5 separate regions of the Mus musculus genome follow, and regions 2, 3, 4 and 5 are each linked to region 1. Evidence: chromatin contacts called from public HiChIP or PLAC-seq and promoter capture Hi-C data. All regions are on one chromosome and are shown on one strand. Each heading gives the region's core, a stretch centred on a gene start, on an enhancer-like site or on the middle of the called end of the contact. The rest is flanking DNA. Distances are from core to core; before and after follow the strand shown.

Region 1 (2,700 bases), core at 140-2,639:
CTTAACTGCTGAGCCGTCTCTCCAGTCCTGTTTTTGGTTTTTAGAATATCTACAGGGACAAGACGATGCTTTCCAAACAGAGGCCCTAAGAACATTGAGTCTTAGGACTGCTTAAGATCCTGGGTTTTCACCAGACAGTGCAGGCCTTTAATCCCAGCACTCAGGAGGCAGAGGCAGGTGGATCTTTGCATTTGGGGCCAGCCTGGTCTACTGAGGGAGTTCCAGGACAGCCAGGGCTACACAGAGAAACCCTGTCTTGGGAAGAGAGAGAGAGAGAGAGAGAGCGCTGAGATAATCAGACATAGCCCTCCACTCTGAAACTTGATACAATCAAACTTTAGGGAACAGTAACTCAGTCCCAGAGCCCGGAATTGGGGTTAAGGAGCTAGAAGCGAAATCACATATAGCCCTTCTCCCTCTTCTACTGCAAGCTCTGTCTTGAGCCTTTCAAGCATATGTATAGATGACAACAGAACCAACAGAATAATCAAAGGCTCACAGATCCCACTGGGGACTAAATCCCACAACTGCCAGGCTCCCTATAAAATGGACACTAAAGGGCAAAGAACTAATCTTTCTTACATCTCTCTGCAAAAGAGCGAGAAGGGCACCAAGCTTGAGGGTGTGGTTAGGATTTTTAGCCACAGCCTCTGAAAATGGATCATGTTCAGTGTCCCTAGTGCAATAAACAGAGACGTTTATAGTGACCAATTGCTACACCTCCCGTGCTGTGTGTGCTTTTGTAACTAGTGACAGAAAACCAAATCTCAATGGACTTACTGTTCCCCAGAGCCTGTCAATTTTTTTTAATTCTGCGTTACACTACAGGAACAGTTTCTAAAAACAATCACCATAGTAGTACACCTTTGTCATGATTGTGAAACAGATTCAATATCTATAGTAAGGAGGAAACATAAATACATGCATGATGAATGACCTCATCAAAAACCCTCTTAGTACTTAGTGGCTTGTATACATCTGATATTTGATAGTTTCTCTTTTCTACATTTAACATTCTTTGAGAAATCTATTTGAATCTTGGGGGCTGGTGAGATGGCTCATCGGTTAAGAACACTGGCTGCGCTTCCAGAGGTCCTGAGTTCAATTCTCAGCAAGCACATTCTGGCTCACAGCCATCTTTAGGGAGATCTGATGTCCTCTTCGGGCAATTGCGGATGTATATGCAGCAGAGCACTCATACATTAAATAAATACAATTTTTTAAAAAGCGCAATATTTCTGGGGAAACAACAACAACAACCCCCAATAGCCGGTAATACAAAAAAACTAATATGGAAGGTTAGATCAAAGCTCAAACACAGTTCTAATCCAGGCAATATTGAAGCACAAGGCCCGCGGTTGAGCGGCAGCGCGCAGGCGCAGTGGCTCGGGGGCGTGGCCACGTGGAGGGTTTTCTGCGTGCGCGCATGCTCCTTCAGTGAAACTGCAGTTTAAATTCAGCCGCGGCGGCCAGGCTCGCTTGCCGGCCTCAGTGAGGCGGTCCTGCGGTGGCGATCGAGTTCGGTGCTGTGTGGGAGAAGCGCTGCGACCGAAGGCAGAGAGGTGAGAAGGGCACACTCGAGCGGAGGCGGAAGCCGAGGAGGCTGCCAGGGGGCAGGGTTAGCCGAGCGCGCCCTACGGCCGGACGTGGGGGCGGAGGCGGCGTGGGATGGATTGGAGCGAGTGGCAGCCCAAGTATAGTGGCGCCTTCGGTGAGTGTACGTAACAGGTTGGATTCTAAAATGTAGAGAGTCTGTTTTAAACGATTTTCAGGGGTTATTGTATATAGTGAAGTCAGGTGAAGACACAGGTTGACTGATAATGAACTTGAGATCCAATTTGGCAGTGTGCCTCAGGGACCATACTGTTGCATTCTCGGCTGCACTGCCCCCCCCCCCTTTTTTTTAAGGTTGAGGAAGTTCGGGAAGTCGACCACATTTTGATGGAAGTGGCATAAAAGTAGGATTAAATAATAAATACATGGTCCCTGCATGCAGGACCCTGTCCTGAAATCCCGGCTAGCTTGCAGTTCTCATGTACAGGGTTTCCCTGCCTGCCCGCAGCCCGGGTTCCTGGTTTTCCCAGACGGCGACATTCTTCACCTCCGAGTGCATCATTTCAGGAAATCTCCTGTTTAGCCTTGCTAAGTTCTCTGTTGTACTTAGGTGAGCTTGACCATAGCAGAGCGCTTCGCACCTGGGTTAAATGCGTACTTTTTCTTCTTTAATGCTACTTACTCCTTAACACCCAGCCGCTTTCGGTTGTAGATTAAGCTCTGGGCAGCTGCTAGGCGAGGGCTCCACTAGTGAGCAGTGTCTCCAGCCAGCAGTTCTGTCATGATATCCGTGATAGGTTAAGTGAAATTAAGAAGGGGGTGGGGTGGGGGCTCTGAAGAGTGCTTAACACATGTTAGATGCTCAGAATCTGTGGTTACCTTTAAAAACTTACTTTTACTATTTTATGCATAGTTTGTATGTCTGGATCCTCTAGAACTGGAGTTAGAAACAATTGTGAGTTGCTGTGTGGGTGCTAGGAATTGAACCTGGGTCCTCTGGAAGAGCAGCCAGTGTTCTTAACTACTCCGCCATCTCTCCATCTCTTGTTGGCTACATTTCTTTACCCTCTCTTCGTGTTTTAGTGGTTTTCCAGTTGCATAGCTCTTTTTATTACTGCATTTTCTTAAATTTGTTGTGTGGCCTTT
Region 2 (2,700 bases), core at 90-2,589, 420 kb before region 1:
GATACCAATTCCAATCCTTCACAGACTACTCAAAAATATATATACTTTAAATTTCAGTATTGAGATAGTGCCCAGGTACCATTTAAGAGCAGCACAGAAAATTCTGGAAAGCCAATCTTCAAAGAGATGGTTATCTATGTTCTTTGGACATGTGACTAGTTTTGGGTTTTTTTGTTTGTTTGTTTGTGTTCTTTATTTTATTTATATGAGTACACTGTAGCTGTCTTCAGACACGTCAGAAGAGGGCATTACGGATAGTTGTGAGCCACCATGTGGGTGCTGGGAATTAAAGTGGGGACCTTTGGAAGAACAGTAGGTGCTCTTAACTGAACCATCTCTCCAGCCCCTAGTTTTGTTTTGTTTTTTAAGATTTCATTTTTATTTTTAGTGTGTGTGTGTATGTGTGTGTGTGTGTCTATGTCCAAATCCCCTTGGATCTGGACCTACAGAGGTGGTGGTGAGCTGCCCAACATGGGTGCTGGGAACCAAATTCCGGTCCTCTGGAAGAGCAACGTCCACTTTTAACAACTTCCCAGCTGTCTCCCCAGCCTTAACTACTTGGCGTTTTAAGGTTGTCTACATCGTAAGAAAGGAATGCCCTTCAGCATGCTGGGCTACTCAGCTTTGGCGGGTGAATGTTGCAGCGGTCAGCTTCTTGTCACGCTAACAAAGTATCTGAGGTAATAAACTGAGAGAAAGGAGCTATTTTATCTGAGAGTTAGGGGTTCTAGCCTAGGATCAATTGCTCAGATTTAGCGTGTAGTTAAGGTCACAGAACAAGAGAAAGAAGTTGCCAGGATTCCACATTCCATATGGGCATTTTTGAGTGCCTATTGACTGTTCTCTCTCTCTCTCTCTCTCTCTCTCTCTCTTTCTCACACACACACACACACACACGCATACACGCACACACACACCCCTCTCTCTCCTCCCTTCATCCTCCCTCTTTTCCATCCCCCTGCTTCCTTCCTCCCTCCCTCTTTCCCCCTTTCTCGAATACAGTGAAAGTATTATGCCAGGAAATTCTCCAAACAAGCTTCTTTAATCACATGCGATGACTTCATAAATTTCACAGTAGCAAAACTGCAGGTCAGGAATGAGCCGTAGAGGAAAAGACATGAAGTTTCCAAACAAATATGTCTCCAGCTGGGCTCTGCTCCCCAGATGAAGAGTTAGCCCTGCCAGACATTCTGGCTTCAGGTTCCGGATCTTGGAGACGGATCTTGGAAGACGGATCCTGCAGAGTGAGTTTTCAGAGAATGATCTATCCCTGGAGAGTCAGAGGCAGCCGGGGACAAAGCTAGTCTGTGGCCAGTTTGCAGATAGGCCTCAGGTGCCAGCTCCCAATTAGAAGCTCCAGCCCTGCCCAGGAATGCAGAGCAGCCACAGTCAAGGCCAGGGAGAGTCAAGGGCAGAAGCCAAAAGGCCCCAAAGCCCCGGAGAACTGTAACAAAGGCGAGTGATGGAAGAAAATTCTTGCCATTCCCAGCGTGCTCAGCTGGCAGAAGCTGAATGGAAAAACAGTAATGAAGGATCGCTCTGTCCCAGTTTCACACAGACCTTCTCTCTTCCCTGAAAAGAGAGCCTAGTTAATATGCCTGCCCCAACATCCTGACACCTGACAGAATGGAGGGGGAACAGAGAGAGTGCCTGGAGACAATGGAGGGAACTGTTCACAATGGTTAGCACCAAAGAAGGGCACCGTCATCCCAAGGACTGGTGGTTTTAATATTTCTGAGTTAATAGAAACTGGTTTTTTTTTTAAATGATACATAACCTATGCAATAACAAGAAACGTCTTTCTTAATAGTTTCCTTTTTAATAAATATGTCATTAAATCCAAAAGTGCTTCTTCAGATGTGGGGGCTCTAATCCTAGCATTCAGGAGGCAGAGGCAGGCAGATCTCTGAGAGTGTGAGGCTAGCCTTGTCTACATAGTGGGTTGCAGGATAGCATGTCTACCTGTACCAAAGAGTGCACCAAAGACCTCGGAAGACGGTGTCGATTCCCTGGAACTGGAGTTATAAACAATGGTGAGCTGCCAAAGAGGTGCTGGGAGCCAAACCCAGATCCTCTGGAAGAGCAGCCAGTGCTCTAATCTGCTGAGCCGTCTATAGTGCCAAGACGAGTGTTTTTATAAGACAGTGTAGGTGGTATCGCTCAGTGGTAGAGTGCTTGTTCTTAGCAGCCTCAGGGGGCCCCAGGTTCAGTTCTCAGATATAATAATAATGATGATGATGATAATCATAATAAATAACGAGGAGGAAGAAGAGAAGGAGAAGGAAGATGAAGAAGAGAAGGAGGAGGAGAAGGAGAAGAAGGTACAAAGAACTAGAATCTTCCATGAGCTGGGATATCATACACGGATAAACATGTGTTCTGTTGAAGGGGTGCATGCTTCGTAAGGTCATGAGCCTCAATTTAGCCTAGGAATTTCCTAAAAGTCCAAAATGATACCTCGTGATAATAGTTGCCTCAAACCCGTTTTTGCTAAAAAGGCTGATTCCACACTTGAGCCCACAAGGACTGGGTGAAAGGCCTGACACTCTGCCTTTGTTTTGTATCTGCCTCCTTTACTTTGGGTCAAACTCACACTTGACTCGGTAGTGTTGAAGCAAAACAAAAACCAGGGCTCTCATCTTAAAGGGAATGAGAGTTTCTTCTGCAGCCAGGTTGAGTGACCACAGGCTGAGGACCACA
Region 3 (2,700 bases), core at 72-2,571, 400 kb before region 1:
TTCACCCACTCTACTACCAACTGAGTTACATTCCCAACCCCTAAAGGTGTGATTAAAAACAAAAACAAAAAAACAAAAACAAAGTTTTAGGCTGACAAGATGGCTCAGTAGTTAAGAATGCTTGCTGCTCTTGCAGAAGACCCAGGTTCAGTTCCAAGCACCACAACGCAACAGCCCACAAACATCTGTGATCCCAGTTCCACTGGACATCTGGGACTTAATATCCTCTTCTGGTCTCTACAGGCAATTGCGTAAACATGATGCACGGAAAATACATTTGGACAAAATATCCATACAATTTTTTTTTGAAAGATTCTAATCAAGTGGCTGAGAAACTGGCTTAGAAAACGGGTACATGAAGAATGATGGATGAACTGAGTTCAATCCCCAGGACACTCTTGATAGAAGAGAACTCCCCCAAGTTGCCCTCTGACAGATGATCATCTTGCTTCTCTAGCTCACCAAAAAAGCTGGCGTTTCACTTGAGCCATCTGCAGAAGGCAAGGACTGGAGTTAATAATCGTAAAACAGCTTAGCGCTTTCACCATGAAGGGTATTTCAAGGGCTGGCCTTCAGGCCGGCTCTGCTCAGCTGATCTGTGGAATGGACTTAGGGTGGAGCTCTCCGCCACGCCCCCATGCATGCGCCCCAGGTGAGCATGTCAATTGAGAGGATGTAACATCTGTCATGGCTGGTGCATGGCAGGGGCGGAGCCACCACAACACCCTGAGAGCCCGGCAGAGAGTCCAAAGAATAAAGAAGTACAAGGAAGTACATAGTTCTCCAGCCAAGAGAACTAAGGGCAGCTCTCTCCAAGCAGCACTTTTGGGGTAAAGAATAGGGATGATCCTGGGTGTGACCTAAAAACATGTGAGGGAGGAGAGCCAGGTGGAGCATCTGCTTCAGAGCCCTGCGTGCTGGGGTTGGACGTGGGTGGGCACCTCTGAGTGTTCAGACCCTCCCTACTGTGTCTGGGAACCCTGCAGGCCAGGAAAGGTAGCCTACCACCTCCCTCTAATGGAGTTTGCAAACCAGGGAGGTAGCTGATAACCGATACCGGTGGGGTCCAGCCTACGGTCAGTACAGAGAAAGCAGGGTTTCGGAGATGCTTATGGCTAGAGCGAGCGAAGAATGAAGAAACAGATGGAAGATGCCTGAGAAAGGACTCTTAAACCACGGACCATGATGTAAAGTAGAAGAACGGGGCGTGGGTCCAGCCAGGGTGAGGCTGCCACTCGGCCCGCCCAGCAACTTCTAGGACACAGTTGCTTCCTGGAGGAACCCTTGCAGCACAGGGCGTTTCCGGTGCCTTCCTGGGCAGGGCAGAGCAGGGCAGAGCGGGGCAGAGCAGCTGTGTAGTTTCCATTCCCCTGAGGGTGGCATGGTTGAAGGAAGGGCTTAAAGCAGCTGAGGAGGGACAAATGAGCTGTCACTGGTGGGGGTGGTGAGGACCCGGGCCAGAAAAGTGCAGGCCAAAGGCAGTGGTGGCAGTGAATGGAGTCTTTAATTTTTTTTTAATTAATTAATTTTCTCTCCTTCTTCTCCTCCTCCTCCTCCTCCTCCTCCTCCTCCCCTCCTCCTCCTCCTCCTCCTCCTCCTCCTCCCCTCCTCCTCCCCTCTCTTCTCCTCCCCTTCCTCCCCTCCTCCCTCACATGTTTTTAGGTAACACCTGGGCTCGTCCAACTCCGTACCCTAAAACTATGAGCCAATTAGAAAATGCTCGTAGTTTGCTGGCCTTTAATTCCAGCACGGGGGAGGGGAGGCACGGGGAAGGGGCAGGGGGCACAGATACAAGCAGATCTCTGTGAGTTCAAGGTGAGATGCCAAATCTCTCAAGTTCAGACTTCATTTAGAGAACCTGACCTAAATTTGAACAAGTTGCTACTCCACAACAACAACAAAAAAATTAGCCTAGCTCTAGTCTCTAGGCTAATCCCCAACAAAACCAGCGTTTCCAGGCTATACCCTCAACAAGACCAGTGTCTCCAGGTTATTCCCCCAACAGACCTGCACCCCAGGTCACAAGCCCACACCTTGCCTAAAGACCACCAATGCAGAGGGGAGCAAAAGTTAAGGGTTTTTTTGGTTTGGTTTTTTTTTTGGTTTTGGTTTTTTGGTGTTTTGGAGACAAGGTTTCTCTCTGTAGCCCTGGCTGTCCTGGAACTCACTCTGTAGACCAGGCTGGCCTTGAACTCAGAAATTCACCTGCCTCTGCCTCCCAAGTGCTGGGATTAAAGACATGCGCCACCATGCCCGACCCCACAAGTTAAGTTTATGATATGACTCACAGCACCAGCCAATTATGTTAAAGGCCACGGTAGCTCTCCAATTAGATGCTTGCCTTGCCCTAATAGACGTTTCAGGCTTCCCCACCACCAAAACTGTCTTGCGTGACCTTGGGGTGGGGGTGGGGGGGCGAGCTAGCTCAAACAGAATAAAGACCCTGCTGTGAGTTGCCTCAGCTTGGCTCCTGTGTTCGCTGGCACAACAAAGGTTTGGTATACAATGCAATTCCTGGACAGCCAGGGCTGTTACAATGAGAAACCCTGCTTCAAAACGAGGACACAGAAACAAAACCATCAAACAAAAAGTAAAAAAAAAAAAAAAAAAAGAAAGAAAAAGAAAAAAAGAAAAAAAAGAAAGAAAGAAAAAGAAAGAAACAAGGAAAAGAAAAAGAAAAAATAAACAGAAAGAGAAAAA
Region 4 (2,700 bases), core at 71-2,570, 360 kb after region 1:
TGAATGTTTCACATCTTATCTTACGTTGCTTGAGAGACTTGTACCACTCCCATTTCTCATTTATAAGTGCAAAAACCTCACTCTTTTCTCCACATTATTCAAGCTGAGAAGTCTATCACTACTAGCACTTGCCACATTTACAAACGTAAACCACCCAAAGATGAAGATCAATTTAGCTGATGAAAACTTAGAGCAGGATACTTTGGCTCACACAGAACCAGTGTGTGCACGGTAATCTTTTTCCTACGGTGGATTACAGAGGCCACATGTCATCATCTATCTGCAGACTAGAAATAGACTGTTTCATTGCATTCTACCCAGAGAGCGGGTGTCGCTGGCAGGCCCTCAAAGTAGCTAAGAGTGAGTCTAGCTCTTGCAGAAGACCTAAGGGAGGACCCTAGCCCATCACATGAGGTGACTCCCAATCACTTATGACTCCAGTGTCAGGACATCTGCCACCCTCCGGTCTGCACAGGCACCTTCATGAAATGGTACACATAAAATTCACACAGATGCATGCACATACACGTTAGTAAAAATACATAAATCTTTTAAAACATGACTGTGTTTAAAAAAAAAAATCGTGTGATACATACATGCCCATGCACAATTATTGTTTGTCAATTAAAAGAAGAGACGGGTATGGTGGTATGCGTGTATGCCTGTCTGTTTGAGTATGTCTGTGTATGTGAGTACAGGTGCCAATCAGAGGCCAGAAGGGTCAGATCCTTTGGAGATGGAGTTATATCGGTGGTTGTGAGCTGCCTGACATGGGTGCTGGGGACTGAGTCAGGCTCTCTGTAGGGCAATCGCTTCCCTTAACCGCCGTGCCCTTTCCAGCCTCTAGTGATTATCAATGAAAGCCCTTTGGAGACCAGCAGGCTCTGGAAAAAGCTTTCCCTGATATCCCTTAACCTGCCTCAATATTGGACCATCAAAAAAGGAAAACCATTGCATTCGTCTCCTTTCTGAGGCTTGGCGGAACTGACGCCCAGCCGGCTCTGTTCCAAGCTGTCCTCTGGACTCATTCTCTCCTCCTCCGTATCGCTTGTACCCCCCTGTCCCCTCTAAAACAGTGTATAGAGACCTCAGGCCTCAGCGCTCCTGGTACCACCGACCTCCTTCCCTCACAAAGACAAGAGGGCAGGGAAGCGTGGATCAGCTCTCCAAACCACACTCCTAGAGGACAGGTGACAGAGGGAGAGCATGACAGACAGTGGAGAAAGGAGGAAAGCAAGACTAGCGTGCCTCAGCCCACGCATGCTCCGAGGAGCTGTGCTCGCCCGCTTAGGCAGCCTCAGCGCACGCATGCTCCGAGGAGCTGTACGAACCCACCAGGCTGCATGTAGGTTGTGGGCCAAGACTGTATGAGAGTCTCTGAAGGGAGTTTCCATTCTGCTGGTTAGAAGCCATGGATCCTAGATAAGTCACTTTCCCTCTATCTTGGAGTCCCTGGTTCAGACATCAGGTGACCAAAATCCGCTTGTTTCGCAAGCTCCTTTGAGAATAAATTCATCCAAAACGGGGAGTTGTGACAGAAGCCTGTAAATTCAGCACTTGGAAGCGGGGGTGGGGGGTTAGGAGGGTGGGGGAAGATAGGCCGTTCAAGGTCATCCTTAACCAAGAAGTGGGGGAAGAAACAGAAAGGAAGACAGAATAGGCAGCTATTGATATGGAAATCCAGTACGGCACACAGCACCCTTTGCCACAGCCTCCACCTCCGACCCTGCGCTTTGCATACAGCTGGAGCCTTCCCTCTGAAGTCACTGAGCCTACGGGTGTCTAGAGGGACAAAGAAAGGCGCGGCTGTTGCGGGAGCTGTAGAATAAAGGTTTAGCCCGGACCCCTATTGTCCTGCCTTCTTACTCTTGTTTTCACATTTCAATTAGCAAAGCTGAACTGGGAGGCCAACTCTTTGTTTTCGTCGTAGCCTAACTCAAATTCAACGCTAACCTGAAGAATCTGTGGTACGGCGATAAAAATAAAGTGGTCAAATCGGAGGTTGTCAGTCACAAACCAAAAGGGCCTACGCAAAGTCATAATCCTAAGGAGGGCATTTTAGGATGACTTTCAAAACAAAGTTAGCCTCTTTTTTGGGAGGGGGTTGTGTGTGTGTCTGGGCGGGTTCTTCTCGGCTTAAACAGGCTCCTCCTGGGCAGAAGTTACTGTGGCTTGGAGAGCCCAGTATTGCCTATCTGATGGGTCCCAGGGCCTCCCCGCCCTGGTTCAACGTGATCCGATTAGCTGGCAGTCTCCGGAGGTCAGGAGCCCAGCTGCAAGTGCAAATTGGTCTTGGGAAAGGGTGTGGCTTCCAGTCTCTGCTAGTCTCCCCCACATCAGCAGGGCTGCTTTCCTTGGTAAAATTCAGGAGGACTGGAGGAGGAGAGAATTTTTATCGAGTCCTTAGCATTGAGGCGACCCTGTGCACTGGTACAGGCTGACCTCCCCTCATCAGCGCAGATGGCCTGCAGCCAGTGTGACCAGCCCCCAGCCTCCCGTTCCCTCATAGATTGCTCAGTGCCACTGATCCACCCGCGACTGTCGCTGTTTATGATTTAATTTATACTAATAGGTTAAAGCGTAGCTGTGACATTTGTCATTTTGTATGGGAGCAACATGCTTCTGTAAGGCAATTAACGCTAAATGCTCACTACAGTACGGTAGTGACGCTTGTCTGTGTGAATTGTTATTGAAGTACGC
Region 5 (2,700 bases), core at 121-2,620, 330 kb after region 1:
CACCACCAAGAGCCGGGGCTGTTCGCCCAGGCTAGGCTCCTTGGAGGTCCCCAGAATCGTCCGCTCCGGTGGCGCTCGGCCCCCAACATCCTCCTGAGAACCGGGTCCCGGGGACCCTGTGGAGGCCCCGCCTGGGCTGCTTCGGCCCCCGAGACAGGCACTGGCGACAGGGGGCGCCGCGAGCAGGATAGGGGGCTCGGGGCTGCCCGGCGGCGGCCCGCGGGATCCGGAGCTCGGAGTGGGTGCTCCGCGTATGGGTTCCCGGTCACTGGAGCCGGTGCCCGACTCAGCGTCGCTGCTGGCGGCGGGGAGTAGGCGCTGCTCATCAGACAAGGGTTCGGAGGCGCAGTCGGAGAGATCCGAGCTGCTGTCCGTGTGGTTGATACGACAGCCAGCCACCGAGGTCACAGAGAGGGTCACGGCGGGGACCCGGGAGGCGCGAGCCGGGGGCACGACGGCGCGAGCTGGAGGCGTCCCGGGGCCGCGCTTGGTTTTGCGACCCTTCGCGACGGCAGGCGGTGGCTCGGCCCCAGTCGGCCTCCCAACCCGGGACAGTGGCTCCGCCGGCCCCGCGCGCGCCGCCCTCCTGGTCCCCGGGACGGCCTTAGCGCCGCCCGCCGACCTGGCTCCGGCGCCCGGCGGCGGCTTGTCCTTCGCGCCGGGGACTACACCGCTGCGTCGGGAGAGGCGACCGGGCGCGGCCGGGGGCCCGGGCGACGGCGGCGCCTTCCCGGCAAGGCTAGGCGAGCGAGGAGCCGCGGGAGTCGGGGCACGGCCCGCAGAGGGGGTGGCCGTGGCGGGCCGCGTGTGCAGGTCCTTGAGGAAGGGTCTGGCGGGCGAGGGTGCGCGGTGCAGCCGCCTCCTCTCGGCCAGCGGGTGCAGGTGGTGGTGGCGGTGATGCTGGCCGGCTGGCTGCGGCTTGGTGTCCGGGGCGCCGCCGCCCGCGGGGCCGTTCAGCGTCTCCATGGCCCGGGCGGCGGCTGCGATCCGCAGCTCAGGCGGCAGATGCTCCGGGCGGCGGCGGCGGCGTGCAGCCTCCCCGCGCGCCCGGTCATCACTGACCCCCTGCCCCGCCCGGCGTGCACCCTGCGCTCCCGCCGTCCCCTCCCCCGCACTCAGCCGACCCGGGGGAGTGTGTCCCCTCGCTCAGGTCAACGGCGCTCGGATCCTCCTGGCACAGCCGCCACGGCCGCTCGCATCCCCTGCACCGTGCGTTCAGAGAGCTGAAGTGGCCGCCACCGCGGCCTCGCACAAAAACACTTGTCTGGCGACGCGCGCCCGGCTCCCGAGTTCCGCTCCCCGCCCACTGCCAGTCCGCGGGGGATCGGCAGCCACGGCTTCTGCTCGGCTGCTCCGGCGGAGAGAAGCTGCTGCACGCGCGTCCCCCTCCGTCCCCAGCCCGACGCGCACGCCCCGCCTCCTGCTAGCGGGACGGGGAGGGGGCGGGGCGGGCAGGAGGCGGGGCTGCAGCTCGGGGGACGCGGGAGACGCAGAGCCCGAGTGCCCACGCGTCCACGCAGCAGAGGACCACTCTTTGCCTTTGGATGTACTGGGGCTACCACCCTGAGCCGGCTAGGAAGGGAAGAAGCTGGGGTGAAGGGAGGGAAGAGGGCGGGCATCGGCCACTTGGGGACACTTCAGGTGCAGGCGGGGTAGAGGGCCCCTCTGCGGTGGGTGCCAGCCTTCTCTCTGTTCCACCCAGCCCCCTCTATCTGACTCCTGCCTCCCCTCTTCGCTTCGCTGCCCACCGCTCTCCCCAGAGCTTCTTTAAGGATTCCTGGTACCGGATGCAGCGTCAGGACCGACACAGCGCTCCACAGTTGGCACCCCCAGTGGCCTGGGCAGCTCTGAAAGGGAGGAGCCGCTGTAGAAATCGGAGAAGCAGCTCGTCAAGCCGGGGTCTGAAAGGGAGCTCACATTTATAGTTCCGGCGACCTTGCTCCAGGCACTGCTTCTACTCGCATGATGACAGTCCCGAATTCGAAATCCTGTTTTCAGAAGGAGACATGGGCACGAGGAAGTGAAGTGGCTTGTTTGAACTCCGGGGCTGAGCGGGGATTCAAACCTAGGTCTACCGGAGTCTCAGCAGTACACGTTTGCCTTAGAGCACCAAGGAGCCTGAGGGTTCCGCTCCGTGGGCAAGGTACTTGACCTTTTGGGTCTCCGATTCCCGCCTCACCTGTAGAATCAGAGAAAACCGAATGTAGATGTATTCTGATTAACTGAGCAAAGAGAAGGACTCACCCGTCCACTGTAAAGTGCTTTTGACAGATGTTCCGTGTGGTTTATATCCCAGGCTTTGGATGTTGGGCAATAAGCGCCCCGAGGACAAGTCTAAGTTGTCCTCTATCTAGATTCGGGATTTGGGGAGCAGGGATGAACAAGAAGAAGACGCCAGCGGGGAAATCCTGTGTGTTTCCTGAAAGATGCTGGTCTTGAAGTTCACAGCACAGTTAAGTGGGACAGGGCTTAGACCTAAAGCTGTGGAGTGGAAAGTGAAGGATTCTGGTTGATCTTATTTGCTGAGAAAGATCCCAGAGCCGCAGGGTGGGGCAGAGGGCATGGTGTGGGTGACTGCATCCCGAAGCACGAGGAGAGTACAGACTTGAAATGTTAAAGGAAAATTGTACTCAAAGTCCGTGGTCTTAACGACAGAATGGCCTTCCGTAGCCCGAACCGTCAGAAGCTGCAGGAAATGGC

The links. Promoter capture Hi-C pulls out the DNA fragments that hold promoters and counts their contacts. HiChIP or PLAC-seq counts read pairs in DNA pulled down with a chosen protein or histone mark.
Region 2: a promoter capture Hi-C map of pre-B cells shows a contact between it and region 1. The contact joins the enhancer-like site here to the promoter of Ddx11 in region 1. A contact is called at or near these places in 5 of 39 promoter capture datasets (the C10 cell line, the HPC-7 cell line, cranial neural crest and 1 more), 1 of 15 datasets of contacts at CTCF or cohesin (the NIH/3T3 cell line), 1 of 484 Hi-C or Micro-C datasets (centroblasts), 3 of 115 datasets of contacts at active chromatin or transcription factors (embryonic stem cells, microglia and pancreatic cancer cells) and 1 of 9 other capture datasets (liver).
Region 3: a contact with region 1 is called in a promoter capture Hi-C map of pre-B cells. The contact joins the enhancer-like site here to the promoter of Ddx11 in region 1. A contact is called at or near these places in 5 of 39 promoter capture datasets (the C10 cell line, the HPC-7 cell line, cranial neural crest and 1 more), 2 of 484 Hi-C or Micro-C datasets (centroblasts and embryonic stem cells), 3 of 115 datasets of contacts at active chromatin or transcription factors (embryonic stem cells, fetal liver and microglia) and 1 of 9 other capture datasets (adipose tissue).
Region 4: a promoter capture Hi-C map of embryonic stem cells shows a contact between it and region 1. The contact joins the enhancer-like site here to the promoter of Ddx11 in region 1. A contact is called at or near these places in 6 of 39 promoter capture datasets (the C10 cell line, cranial neural crest, embryonic stem cells and 2 more), 4 of 484 Hi-C or Micro-C datasets (the N1E-115 cell line, brown adipocytes, cerebral cortex and 1 more), 21 of 115 datasets of contacts at active chromatin or transcription factors (craniofacial prominence, differentiating embryonic stem cells, embryonic basal ganglia and 10 more) and 3 of 9 other capture datasets (adipose tissue, embryonic stem cells and pancreatic islet).
Region 5: an H3K4me3 HiChIP or PLAC-seq map of embryonic stem cells shows a contact between it and region 1, with 8 times the contacts expected there. The contact joins the promoter of Mtcl1 here to the promoter of Ddx11 in region 1. A contact is called at or near these places in 14 of 39 promoter capture datasets (the 3T3-L1 cell line, 3T3-L1-derived adipocytes, the SN4741 cell line and 7 more), 1 of 15 datasets of contacts at CTCF or cohesin (the NIH/3T3 cell line), 8 of 484 Hi-C or Micro-C datasets (the HL-1 cell line, LSK cells, cortical neurons and 4 more), 12 of 115 datasets of contacts at active chromatin or transcription factors (the NIH/3T3 cell line, astrocytes, embryonic hindbrain and 7 more) and 3 of 9 other capture datasets (adipose tissue, liver and pancreatic islet).

The regions. Positions count from the first base shown.
Region 1 is chr17:66,122,131-66,124,830 of GRCm38.p6, forward strand. Ddx11 (DEAD/H box helicase 11) reads left to right here and starts at 1,390. Exons shown (of 27, transcript NM_001348292.1): 1 at 1,390-1,562.
Region 2 is chr17:65,700,907-65,703,606 of GRCm38.p6, forward strand. All of the region lies in intron 3 of Rab31 (RAB31, member RAS oncogene family), which reads right to left. Among named protein-coding and RNA genes, the nearest start is that of Gm35477, 60 kb to the left of the region's middle. Within about 2 kb of position 1,340, at least 155 of the 459 cell types and tissues checked have an H3K27ac peak or open chromatin away from gene starts, as enhancers often do. A contact at or near this core is called in the NIH/3T3 cell line, embryonic stem cells and pancreatic cancer cells, where this site is marked.
Region 3 is chr17:65,723,145-65,725,844 of GRCm38.p6, forward strand. All of the region lies in intron 1 of Rab31 (RAB31, member RAS oncogene family), which reads right to left. Among named protein-coding and RNA genes, the nearest start is that of Rab31, 48 kb to the right of the region's middle. Within about 2 kb of position 1,322, at least 152 of the 459 cell types and tissues checked have an H3K27ac peak or open chromatin away from gene starts, as enhancers often do. A contact at or near this core is called in the HPC-7 cell line, adipose tissue, centroblasts and 3 more, where this site is marked.
Region 4 is chr17:66,478,186-66,480,885 of GRCm38.p6, forward strand. No RefSeq gene overlaps it. Among named protein-coding and RNA genes, the nearest start is that of Gm41608, 27 kb to the right of the region's middle. RefSeq lists an enhancer at 211-2,700. Within about 2 kb of position 1,321, at least 124 of the 459 cell types and tissues checked have an H3K27ac peak or open chromatin away from gene starts, as enhancers often do. A contact at or near this core is called in the N1E-115 cell line, cerebral cortex, cortical neurons and 11 more, where this site is marked.
Region 5 is chr17:66,448,380-66,451,079 of GRCm38.p6, forward strand. Mtcl1 (microtubule crosslinking factor 1) reads right to left here and starts at 1,371. Exons shown (of 14, transcript NM_172963.4): 1 at 1-1,371. The coding sequence starts at 966.